Regions from separate parts of the Mus musculus genome. Here region 1 is linked to region 2. Evidence: chromatin contacts called from public HiChIP or PLAC-seq data. All regions are on one chromosome and are shown on one strand. The core of a region is the stretch at or near the end of the contact, and the rest is flanking DNA. Distances in the headings are between cores, read along the strand shown. Region 1 has its middle 7.4 kb from the start of n-TKctt4. Region 2 holds the start of Izumo1r (IZUMO1 receptor, JUNO).

Region 1 (6,565 bases), core at 3,553-6,052, 64 kb after region 2:
GGCTCTTACATGACAGACACTCTCAGATGATCTTTGATGAAGTAACTCTCACACTTTATTCTTTGTGGACAGGGTCTTATATACATTTTGGGGTGGTTTGGGGTCTAAAAGCAGATGCTTTCTATTGGCTTGGTCTGGCTTTGTTAGGGATGCCTCATCTGCATATAGAGGGGCTTTGGGGTTCTGCCCCTTTATTGTCATGATTCTCTTCATGGGGTGCCATGGTCATGTAACAGGAACCTGGTCAGGAGTTGGTGAAATGGCTACTGTCATCAGGTCTGAGGCCACCAGGGTTTCTGAACCCACTTGACCTTACCAAGTTTTCTGGCACGGTCCACTACCCCACAGAGAGGGAGGGGGGGTCCTCAGCAGACAGAGAGTATACTAGCATTGTGATCTTAGCTCAGGCTCCTGAAATGTGAGAACTATATTCTCTCATTTGTCCATTAACCAGCTGATGCCTAACTAAGGCAAGGAACCAGGACACAGAGGACAGGTGCTGGTGTATCATTCAAGATCATCAGAGGGATCTCCAATTGTTTGTACTGAGGAAATCTGTCAAGGAACACAACAACCATCTTCAAATGTGTAGAGGCCAGTCAAGGAACAAGTGTGCCTCTGGAACTGTCTCTTGTTTAGAAGATGCCTTTTCAAGGCCTCTGAATCCCACCATAGTCTACTGTAAGTGCTTTTTACAAGTCTGTGGGCTGTAGCCATGAAATATGGGTCTTAGACACAAGCAAGTTCTGCCCCTGATCTCCCTCTTCCCTGTTCCAAATCCCTCTTTTTTTTTTTTAATTTATTTATTTTATGTATATGGGTACACTGTTGCTGACTTCAGACAGACCAGAAGAGGGCATCTGATTCGATTACAGATGGTTGTGAGCCATCATGTGGCTGCTGGGAATTGAACTCAGGACCTCTGGAAGAACAGTCAGTGCTCTTAACCGCTGAGTCACATCTCCAGCCCTCCAAATCCCTCTTACCTCTCCCCATTCATACATTCATTTGTGCATACCTGACTTATATCATACATTCATTTATGCTCCCCATTCATACATTCATTTATGCTCCCCATTCATACACTCATGTGTGCTCCCCATTCATGCATTCATGTGTGCACACCCTATTTATAATGCTATTGTTCTTTAGATTTTCATTTGAACCAATTTTTCCTTGAACTGAGTAAAATCTTTCACAATTGCACATATTTTACATACAGAGGAAAGTCTTGGTTTTACATCTTTTTCTCTTGAAAACTATCTTTTAATGATTTTGTGTGTGTGTGTGTGTGTGTGTGTGTGTATGTATGTATGTAGATTACAGACTGATGGACAGAAAATCAGAGATTTATCCTCAAAAAAGTGAGAACATGAGCATGAGTCTCAAGTCAAAAGAGCCTAAGTTTGGTTCCTGCTTGTCCAACCTCCACGGTATGGTTTGGATATACATCCTTGGACCTGTTTCTCTAGCTAGGAAGTGGAGCTAATAATGACTTTTTGAGAAGCAATCACAAGAATTAAAAAAACATGTCTCGTGTTCTATCTGACACAGGATGAGCACTTGATTGACACTCCTAGAAGTGATTGTTAGTAGTTTCAGTGGTTACTTGCCATGTATGTTAAGAAGATCTATGGGGGAGGCAGGTAGGAGATCTTCAGGATTCTGAGTAGAGAATGAAAAATTATCTTAGAAGCCTATGGCTGGGTCCTAGGTTCATGTCCTAGGTTGTTGTAGTAATTATTTAAATTCTATCCCAAGGTTTCTACCCTGCCTTAGACTATTTAAGCTCCTGGATGAAAGACACACACAGTCTTTATATTTACAATAAGCCTTAACCAGCACACTTGCTGAGCAGATATCTTCTCTCTATGCTATTAGAATCTACTTTCCTTTCCATAACTCTGAGTTATTACTTACTATGTTTCATCTGGGCTGCTCTTAACTCCAATTGAGCAGCCCTAAGGGCCACATTCTCTTGACTCCTAACCCATGGTGGCTTCTCCTTCTTCCTCCTGCACTCTTCTTTTCCCTCGTGGTTCCTCTACACCCCAAGCCTGAAAAACCTAAACCCTATGTCTCTTCTACTTAGTTATTGGCCATTGGCATCTTTAGTTACCAGCAGAAATAACTTGGGGGCAGGGCCACTCATCGTCTTACATGTAGACTCTCTTGTCTCTGGGGCAACCAGTCTTGGGGGCCCTATATTAGCATTAAAATACAAGTGGCATTAGGCCAACCCACTACACTAGGTAGAAAGAGGGACCTCCACATACCCAACATAGGGCACTATGTAGTGCTCCTTTTGTGCTTCTGAGCTTAGTCACATGTGTCCTTCATGACAGTTCAGGACCAGACTCTAGTAACTGTCACTCACATTGGAAGTAAACTGAGAAGCCCTCTCATCTGTAAGGCTATTCTGTGGCCCTAAGCTAAAAGCTGATCACACTGTGTCCTCAGGGCACATAGCATATATAGCTAAGGATTCAGCTGTTCACTCATATCTCACTTTGAGCACTCTTTTCCACCTAGAGTACCCAAGGGCTAGTGCAGAGCAGGTAGGGCCCTTCTCATTGCTTGTTGAATGCACAAAATTTAACAGAAGCCACCAGAATGCACAGTGGAGTTATGGCCCCAAGGATGTGAGCAGTGCCATAGTCTCCTGCATCCCACCCTAACCAAACATGCATTTTAAGTTTTAATTAAATGTGTATGTATAGACACATGAGTACAGGTGTCTATGCAGGTCAAAGGGATTGTTGGATCTCTGGAGCTAGAGTTACAGGTGGTTGTAAGCTGCCCATAGTGGATGATACTTGTCTCTGCAAGAGCAGTATGCACTCTCAACCAATGAGTCATCTCTCCATCCCTCAAAGTGCATTTTAAACAGAGATGAAAAAGAAAATGCCAAGTGTTGGTTGGCACAATCTCTCTACCAACCACATCTCCTAAAGCTAAACACATGTGGTCTGGGACCAGCAATTTCACTCCTGCATATATGGTAGTAACTGGATGCCTGTTCACCACATGGCATGTTCTAGAATGCTGAAAGCAGTACTATTTTCAGTAGCCCCAAACTGGGAACTACCCAAATGTTCATCAGGAATGGAATATATGATTTGTGGTATAAATTATATGTGCAGCACCTGCAATGTGAGTCTCCAACCAGAAGTAGAAATGAGCAAAGTTTGGCTACACACAACAACACAGATGGACTTTTCATTGGAACATGAGCCCAGGCAGGTAGACACCAAAGGGCGGGCAGTGCTTGAGAACAAAGTGGGAACACTGGAGCAAGGATGGTGATCACACGAGAGGTGGGGGCAACTGAAATGGGGCCAGGCTGTTTCCTGGGGGAAGGGAAGGCCTGTTCTGGCCATGACAGTTGGTTACAAGGATATATTTGTAGACACTGAGTCAAAATGACCATGTATTCATTTTTTCTCTAAGTGTACTATATTTTGAAAAGAAATATTTTTAAAACAGGCTCATTACAATGAGGTCATTCAGTAAGGCAGAGTGGGATGGGAACAACAGTGACCAGAGGCCCATGAGCAGCAGCAAGAGTTTTAAGCATCCACATTACCACCCTTATACTATGCAACCCCACTTGACAAAGGAAGATGCTGAGGCCAGGTTTGAATGCTTGGCATCACCTTGCCCTCAGTATCTTGCTGTTGTACATCCAACTTTCTGTCTGTGTGTCACAGTAGCTTCTGTATACTGGTCTCTGGACTTTTTGCCTAAGATGTGCAGATATTGCTTTCTCTGCTGGGACCTTTCTTCTTCTAAGCCTGTGTCCTTCCATTCATTGTTTCCTCTGCTCTGACGCTCAGGCCCTTCATGATAGACACACTCATCTATGCTATCTCAAATGTAAGTGCAGTGAGGGCAGTGACCAGGTCTGTGGCTATTTGCCTCTATTGTTTCCTATTATTTGCCTAGCAACACATAGGAAACACAAAATACTTCATAAATCTTTTAAATGGCTACAATGAACAATTACTAGGCTGTCCAGTGGAACAAAATTCCAAACAAGAAGTATATATAAATGATGCAACCATTTACTATAGTTCCAGCTAACTTAGTACAGTTGCCGCCTGTTCTTCAAAGCCAGGCAGAGCTCTTTTCTTAATTCACACTCAGCCTTTGTATTAAAAATACATTTAAACACCTGGGGATACTCTCAGTGCTGTCTCCAGCCTGTTTCTTCTTCTCTATGATTTCTTACTTGAGTAGGAAAGAAGGCTTTGAGTTGCCTGCTTAAAGGTTTTTAAGAAGAAGACGACCTTGGTTGCCCTGCCAACCTTTGTTTCTTCATTTCCTTGAGACAGAACAGGGGGGTTAAGCAGCGAGGGGAGGAAGGAAGACAGAAGCTCTCACAGGCTTGTGTGACTGCGTGTGTGCCTCCGTAATTGTGCTTTTCCAATTATTGCTTTTCCCAGAAATGGGCTGGGGTACCATACCAGAAAATTTCCTCTCCCATCTGATTGTTCAAAATACCCAGAGAAACAGGATCTTCCCCCATGCTTTCATAGCTAGGCTTCAGACTCCACGCTCTAGAGCGGCCATTCTCAACCTGTGGCTTGCAGCCCCTTTTGGGTCAAATGACATTGTCACAGGGGTCACATATCATATACCCTATATATCATATACTTATATTATGATTCATAACAGAGGCAAAAGTACAGTTATGAAGTATCAGTGACATAATTTTAAGGTGGAAGTCACCTCAACATAATCACTGTGTTAAAGGTCGCAGCATTAGGAAGGCTGAGAACCACTGCTCTAGAGGGGCCTTTTCACTCAGTGCCATCTGAGAATCTCACATGTGCATGTAATGCAGTTTTAATCAAGTGCACCCCACCCTTTACCCTCTGATTCCTTTCATATCTCCACCACTTTCCCTTCCAATCTCATGGCTTCCTATTCTGTTTGTTTGTTTTTAGCCCTCAATCCACCTAGTGCTGCCTGCAAGTGCACAGGTGCAGGATCATCTATTGGAACATGGCTGGTCCCTCCTGTCCTGAGTCTCTGAAGAAAACTTACTCTCCCCCACCTCTAGCAGCCATAGGCTAACATAAAGTGTCACATGGGAGAGCTCTTCCCTTGTCTACGATAAGACTCTGGCTGGCTTGATCCAGTGCAGTCTTGCTTGTTGAGTCACAGCCATGACCAGCTCATGTGTACAACAGCCCTGACATGTCAGGCAGATGCTGCTTCACTATCTCTGGCTCCTTAAGGTCTTTTTTTTTTCTCTGCAGTAATAACCTCTGAGCCTTGGGAAGAGAGCTTATAAAGATGTCCCATTTAGAGCTGAGCATTCCACAACTTCTTATTGTCTGCCTGTTGGTTAGTTGTGGGTGTCTGTGTTAATCTCCATCTACTATAAAAGGGGCTTCTAAGGGAATAGGGACAGTTTCTTATTATGTCCATTTAATGGAATAATAATAGTAGGTTCTACCTAGGGCTGATGATATAGCCAGCTACAGGCATTTGGTTCAGTTACTGGCACTAAGCATGAGTTTTGTCTTGTGGAACAGACTTTAAATCCAATCAGAAAGCTGTTGGTTGCTCCCATACTCAGCCAAACAATAAGATCCACAGAGACAGAAAGCACTGCCCACCGTGACTGCACACTTAGTTCTGAGTGTGAAATAAGTTCATCCTCCTCTTCCTCTTCTTCTTCCTCCCCCTCTGTTGTGCATTGGTTGTGATGCTATTTGTGTTATTCAGCTCCCAACATCACATGAGAATTTGCATGTCTGCATGTGAGGCGCTGAGGGTCCCTGCCCTCAGTTGGCTTTTATTGGTGAAATAAAGTTGCCTGCAGCCAATGGCTGGACAAGGAGACAGAGGCAGGACTTTAGATTTTCTGTCCAAGGGAGCAGGAGAAAGAGGAGTTTTTAGAATTGCCATGATGTTGGGAAGCAGAGAGATCAGACTTGAGTGAGCAGGAGAGAAAACATCCAGCCATTTAAGAGTCAGAGAAGTGGCCCAGCCTTTGAGCTGCTAGTGCATAGTAAACATAAGGTTGGGGTGGTTGTATCTTTCATTCGTAACTCCAGAGCATTTGGAAGGCATGGCAAGAAGTACTCACTGCCCGTGGGGAGTTCAGAGCAGATTAACAATATTACCGACTCAAGGACTGCCTAAGACATTGGAACATGGGTGGAGGCTAATCTAACTTAGCTATATGTCAAAATCAACCCTTAGAGACATTTATGATAAAGCAATATTGAGGGAAAGCACACAGATCCATATACCGACTAAAGCAAGGACAGATTTGGAGAATTTGTTATACAGGATGCCACGGTTCCAGGAGACTAAGACTAGGTTTCCATGAACTTTTCGCCTCAGGACTGCATCCAGGCTTTTGGGCCTGTCACGAGGGTCACTACTGGAGTGGGTCTGGCAGACTGGTAGGAGTTTGAGCTGAGAAATTGGTGGGTTTTCATGTCCTAAGCTTGGACTTTGTACCTTATAGACAAAGGATAGATCAAACATAAAAATGAGCACAGCTTGAGCTAAGGAAGAGGGTAAAGTGCTTGCTGTGTGGTTATGA
Region 2 (6,508 bases), core at 2,662-5,161:
CACACACAGTGTATAAGAGAAAAACATTCCAAATGACAAATAAATATTAACAATTCTCATACCCCTTAATAGTCAAGGAAATTAAAATCTTAATGAAGGCAAGGCAGCTCTCTCGATGCATCTTGGATTGGTGCTCATGGGACTAGACCAGAATGACACATGGAGAGTAGAGTTTCCTAGCCTTTTATTGAAGGTACCATGATAGGACATGTCGCTTGGCTGTCAGCATTGTCTCTGTCACAAAAGAGATGGCTGTGGACAGAAGAAGCGCCGGAGTCCTATAGTAGTGCCCATTTGTAAAGGCAGGAGAAATGAGGCACCGTAGACTGCTGGGTACCAGCTGCCATCCAGACCAGTGGAGATGGAGCCAAGCATGGAGGGGACCCTGGGAGGCATGAGAAATTCAGGTGCCAGCCTGCCCCCAACATGAATAGCCTGAGGATGGAGATGGCCATGGCCCAGAAGGATCAGGAAATGTGGGTTGGAGAGGGAAGCAGGGATCAGGGATGGAACAACAGGCACAGAGAGAAGGCTGGGAGGGTGTAAGAGAGCTGTGGGGCTAAGGCAGAGCCGGCAAAGTGGAGGGCCACTTCCACGTTGGGGTTGCTAAGGGTGGGCTCAAACCACTTCTGCAGACACCGCCCACTGTTCCTGCGCTCGGGACTGGCCTTGAATGTGTTGTTCCAGATCTTCTCACACAGGTCATCCGGGGTGGGGAAGTGATACGAAAAAGGGAGGCAGGGCTCATGTGCGGGGCAGTGTTTCTTCTCTGTGGGGATTGAGAACGGGCTCCTAACTTTCCACTGTCCCTTCCCTTCTGAGCCCCGTGCAGCCTCACCCAGTCTGAGGGCCACAAGTGCGTAGTTAATCCACTCACCCTCACTCCAGTCCCAGCCATGGAGCCAGTTGGATTTACAAGTCAAAGATGAGTGGCAGGCTCGCCACCAGTCCTCACAATCCTCCTGGCACAGCGGCACGCCCCAAACCCGCTGCTCTTCCTGCCCGTTTGGGACCACCTGGATGCAGAAGAGAGGGGCATATTTTAATTCTTTACAATGTAAGTATTATTTCTTCTCTCCGCGTGCACGTGTTTACATTCTGTAAATGCAGGCGAATGTGTGTGCGTGCACGCATGCTAGCACCCATGCCTCTCTCTGCAGAGCCCAGGGAACAACCTCAAGTATTGGTCTTCAGGCACCATCCACATTGGTTCGGATTTTCTCTTTGGCCTAGACCTGACCAAGCAGGCTAGGCTGGCTGGCAAGCAAGCTCCTGGGACCCACCTGTCTCTGCCTCTGCAGTGCTGGGATTATAGCAACATACCTCCACATCTGGCTTTTTTTTTTTTTTTAAATAAGGATTGAACTAAGGTCCTCATGCATAGTGATAAGCACTTCACTGACTAAGCTATCTCTCAGCCCTAGGCATCATCATCGGCATCATCATCATCATCATCAATTATTGGATAAATGAGAACCGTGAGGCAGAGCAGCTCATTGGTCCCAGGCCTTACAGTTAGTAAGTACAGGAGATAGAATTCACACTCAGATTCATCTCATTCCACCCTGCCTTATCCTACTGGCCCTCATCAGACAGTGTCTGTCATGTTATCATGCAGGGACAGAGGCATTTTAGCTTCCTTTTCATCCCTGTCTCCAGCAGAGACCTCTGGCTCTGCTCTTATCCCTAGAGGGGCAGCATCTCCTGTTCCTACTTGCCTCCTGTAGATGCCAGCCTAGGATTGAATGGAAGGGTGTTGCATGAGTCTGCCTCCTGTCTCCTATGTCCTCACCGGCTGGATCCAAGGCCCCAGGTTGGGGGAACACTCATGGAAGCAGATGGCCTGGATGAAGTGCTTGCGACAGGCCGGGGTCAGCAGTCCACAGTGCATCATGCTGAAGTTAAAGAGCAAGGGCTCCTCAAGGTGGGCTTCCCAACTTGTGGAACGTGTGCAGCAGGCATTGTCCTCCCAAGGCCTGCACTGAGGTGGGGGCAGAAGGGCGTCAGGAGAGGGGATATGAGCACCTCTCTAGAGGAGGAACTCTAGTATCTGAAGAATGAGGCGCACCTGACCATTGACCTCCCTCCCCTCTGCCTTCTTGCCACAAAGTATAGCTTCCAGGTGTCTGCTCCAGGGGGTGGGGGTGGGGCAATAAATCCAGGAAAGCAAATAGAAAGATTCAGGAACCTGGGTGGTTATCACGGGTGGGAGGAGCTTCTCGTTGGAATGTTCCTCCTCCCACAGCCTTTAGGAAACTGACAAGGAGACAAATTAAGGTCTGTCTCGCCAGCGCATGTTGGCAGGGAGGCTTGCTCTGACCCACGGTTAGCTAGCATAGCCTCTGGGATCACCACATGACCTGTTTCCCAAGCGGCCAGAACAGCTTAGTGGCAAAGCCCTAGATGGACCCCAAATTAAGGATCTAAATGATTAGGGGTGGTGGGGTACAGAGACCACCTGGTCTGTATTTCTTCTCAAATAATCCTAAGAAGCTGCCCTAGCCCCTGGGCCAGCGCTGCTCTGTACCTCCTGGTAGAGTTCGTCTTCTGGGCCAGGTTCTTGCTTGTGGCGCTTGGAATTCATGCAGACGCTGAGCAGTTTGTCCCCTGCCAAGGTGGGTAGGACTGCCCACAACCCCAAGAGGATCTGCCACCACTGTGCCATGACCTGCCACAGAGAGAAGCCCATGGTAAAGAGAACCTAGTCTTCTGAAAGACCAGGAAGGTAACACCCACCCCACTCCTGCCAACCACCAGGCACTGAAGAGGGAGGAGGGGCTCCAAGGCTTCCTTAGGTTGCTGAAATATTCTGGCTGCTCCTAGAACCTTCTGTGTAGAGCAGCATCACAGAATGTAGAGTAAGACTTGGATCTGGCACTCATTACAAACCATTGCAGGAATGTAGAAAGCAAACTGACCAACAGGGGAAAAGAGAAGAAAAAGAAAAACAAACAAACAAACAAACAGCAGCTCTGAAGAGGAGGCCAGGCAAGGAATGGATCTAAGCTGCTCACTTAGATACAGTTTGCTAGTTTGGTAATAATATGGATTCGAAGTTTAGAGCTTTAATCCCAGCCCACAGCCAGCCTCTTGGCCAAGTAACCAATTCCCAGTAAACAGATTCTCCTTATGGCAAAAGAACATGGTGGGGTGGGATGTCAAAGCCAGCTTTATCCATCACATGCCAACCCTAGTTCTATTCCCTAGGAAGGGTCCACACCAGCTCCTCAGAGTAGTTCATCCCCACCCTGACCCTTCAACCAATGAGCTTTCCTTAGCTCATTTCAACCAACCCCAGTCTATCTCAGAGACACCCTATGTGTCAGGCTGTAACAGACAGCCTAAGACCCCTGCTGGCCTCTCAGGGCTAGGGGCTGAGGAGACTTCCACCTTTAAGCCCTCATCCTAGCACAGGAACACGAAGGCTGGCTTGTACCTTGGTGTTTGCTGATACATTTCCAGTTCTCTTCTGGGTTGTACTGGCAATGGGGGGCGGTGGTGGAGAGGCTGGACAGAGAGATCGCCCCTCTGCTAGAACAAGGGCAAACCCGGCTTCAGGAGGGCTCCAGTCAGTCCTCACTGCCAGGACTTCATGGGTCTTACGTCACCTAGGCTTGCTGGGAGCCTGCCCTACACATCAGCAGTTTAGCCGGAGTAGTAGTCTACCTCAGGATGTCTGAGATGTGACTTAGAGACCCAGACTCTTCTGCAGAACCCATCCTGAACTCCAAACCCAAGACTGTTCTTCCACAGAGCCAGCTCCAAGTTTGCACAAAGAACAACTATTCTGAAAGACCGGGAAGGTAAGATGAAGAGAGGAAAGACACCAGCCCCCTCAGCATTGTCTTCAGATGTACCTTCAAGGCAGGGCCCTCCTGTTGCTCCTCCTGATGCCAAAGAGGTGAGCGGGCTGAGGGCGCTCCACCCACTGCCCTTTTATCAGCCTTCAGCTTCTATGAGCTACAGGTGTGGAGAGCCGCCAGTAGCTAGACCTGAGTAGCCTGCCTCCAAGAGAGAGAGAGAAACAAGACCTTGTGGTACCAGAGATCCCTGAAGTGGGTGGCAAGTTCAACTCTCAGCACTGCTTCTAACCTGTGAGAACTTGGAAATAACTTAGATTCTATCAGTCTGTTGCTCTGTAATGAGAGCTGTTGGCAGAATCTGTCCGGCGGGGTGGGGGGTGGGGGTGGGGTGAGAGGGATCATGAAAAGTTCACAGCCCAGGGATGTCTTAACAGTCCTTCATCTTTTGTTCTCAGAAGCTTCCTCGGGTCCCTTCCTCTGCTCAGACCCCTGGGGCCTCTGAGTAACAGAATCCTCCCACAGCATCCGGGTCTAGCTTAGCAGCACGCAGGTGCACAGACAGGCAGCTTGGCCAGCCAAGAATTTAAGCAACAATCAAAGCTGAAACAAAAGCCGCCCCTCAGGGCCACCAGGGGCAGCCTGCATTTGCACCCTGTGCCTGGTCTGATCGCTGCTCCAAAGGTCCCATTGGAGGTGATGCCCATAACTTTGCTTGTCTTTTATGTTCTGTCTCCAAAGGAAAAGTAGCCAAAAATCACTGAAATTTCATACAAAAAGTAGTAAATAAATAAAAACATTCCTTGTGATTTCCACCAAGGAAGACAAAGTACAGCACACGGTGTTCAGCTGCCAGTCAATGTACAAAGCACATTGATTTTGTGCAGGGAAAATAGCAGTTTCCATGCGTGGGTATGGAGTACTGAACATCCACGAGGACTAGTCACGGGGCTGGAGGCTAGGGCACTGGTACACAGTCTGGCTTACTGCCTGCAAGAATACCCCAAATGAGCACTCTCTTTTGTAGGGGATACTGAGGCTCGGACAGAGGTTGATGGAGCTAGAATCTGAGAAAGGCTTGTTTGACTCCATATTTAATGCTTATGAACCAGGTGAGGGGGATGCCCCCAGGACTGAGGGGTAGAAACTATCCAGATCTTTAAAAAAATTAAACGTCACAGTCAGACTTTGGGGGTGGGGGTGTGTTGGCTTTTCCGGAACAGAGCAGTAATGGTTATCAGCCCAACTTGCATGTCTGGTCTTCAACAGAGCTGAGACTCATTTCCTGAAGCCAGAGGCCAAATGGAAAGGCATTTCTGCTTCGAGGGTCTCTTTTGTATCGGTGTCCACAGGGACAGCAGAGGCAGGTACTCACGTCTGTCCTGTATAGACACCCAGGGAGCAACAAGTCTTGACAAGTAAGCGTTTTGGAACTGAACATTAAATTTAAAATGACTGTGGATGTGGCAAGAGCAAGAATCCAAAAATGAGTCACACGAGTCATTACTGGAATGGAAAAATGTCCTCCACAAGGAGGGAGAGAGATAAGGAGGACTCTCTTAGCCACCTCCAGGACAGAGCTATAGGAATTGTGTCAAAATTGCAGCCAGCATGGATGCAGGTGCAGTGGGGGAGGGGTGATTGCAGAGAGCTCCAGGCCAAGCATCTGTCCCTAGAGAAGTGCTGTGAGGCCCTTGAACAGAGCTCATTTTGCCTTATTTTGTCCCAGTCTTCCAGAGAAATCTGTTTTCCGATTGAAGGCTGCTAAATCAGGGCTGGCTGTGGATGGAGCCACTCAAGCAGCCGAAAACAGCAACAGATTAAAGACCAGGGGAAGAGGGGCAGGCAGTTAAAGGCATTCTGAAGGGGGAGGGAGGGGCAGTGAATGGGGTGACCTGAAGTGACAGGGATGCTGGATGGTGATGCCTGTCCTGTCTTCCCACCGTTTGGGTTATCAGGTCATCCAAAGCAATGCATTTGAAGACAAACAAAAAACAAAAAAGCTAGGACACCCCAGGGTATCTGAAGTCTGCAGCCAGTGCCAAGGCCTGACAGGAACTCTTCTTCTCAAGTATCCTCCTTACCCCCTGAATAATTAAACTCCCTTGCAAGTTTGTAGCTCTGGCAGAGGGCAGCGTGCCTCTCACTCTGGATGGTTCAATCTAATGTGAGGTGTTGTTGGCTTAAGCTCCTGTTCTTCCTGCAGCAGGGGTAGTGCTCAGAGACTCCAACCAGGCTCCCTGGTTCCCTCCAAGGCAATATCCATGCAACAGTCAAAACGGTAAAACTTCCCAGGGCGTTACTCTAACATCTGCCAACATCGGGAAAGTTGAGAGAACTTCACAGTGGATACTCATCTCCAATTTGATTTTATACGTTCTGTTTTGTGTTTTATGTTAGTTTGAGCCAACCATCCATCTCTTTCTTGAGGAATCTGTCCCCTGAGCTTCTCAAAGCAGGAAATCAGTGCACTTCCAAGTAATTCAAACACATCGTTAGCCAGATAATATCTGTCATGATTTAAAAAAAAAATCCAGAATGATCCTTTAAAAACATAAAGATGGTTGCCAGATGTTCACATTTAAAATCTTTGTATACATTTAAGTAACTGTTCATGGTTTGTGGGCTTAAATTGTTTTAATTTCATGTACATTGCTGTTTAGTATGTCTATGTGAGGGTGTCACATCTCTGGAACAGGAGTTTTAGA

The links. HiChIP or PLAC-seq counts read pairs in DNA pulled down with a chosen protein or histone mark.
Region 1: a BATF HiChIP or PLAC-seq map of CD8 T cells shows a contact between it and region 2, with 9 read pairs. The contact joins the enhancer-like site here to the promoter of Izumo1r in region 2. A contact is called at or near these places in 2 of 39 promoter capture datasets (both in embryonic stem cells), 1 of 15 datasets of contacts at CTCF or cohesin (CD8 T cells), 1 of 484 Hi-C or Micro-C datasets (nephron progenitors), 2 of 115 datasets of contacts at active chromatin or transcription factors (CD8 T cells and embryonic stem cells) and 2 of 9 other capture datasets (adipose tissue and liver).

What each region holds. Positions count from the first base shown.
Region 1 is chr9:14,962,664-14,969,228 of GRCm38.p6, forward strand. No RefSeq gene overlaps it. Among named protein-coding and RNA genes, the nearest start is that of n-TKctt4, 7.4 kb to the left of the region's middle. Within about 2 kb of position 4,803, at least 13 of the 459 cell types and tissues checked have an H3K27ac peak or open chromatin away from gene starts, as enhancers often do. A contact at or near this core is called in CD8 T cells, where this site is marked.
Region 2 is chr9:14,899,856-14,906,363 of GRCm38.p6, forward strand. It overlaps Izumo1r (IZUMO1 receptor, JUNO), which reads right to left and starts at 3,912. Exons shown (of 5, transcript NM_022888.3): 1 at 3,858-3,912; 2 at 2,528-2,668; 3 at 1,793-1,981; 4 at 878-1,016; 5 at 168-769. The coding sequence starts at 2,665. The coding sequence ends at 501.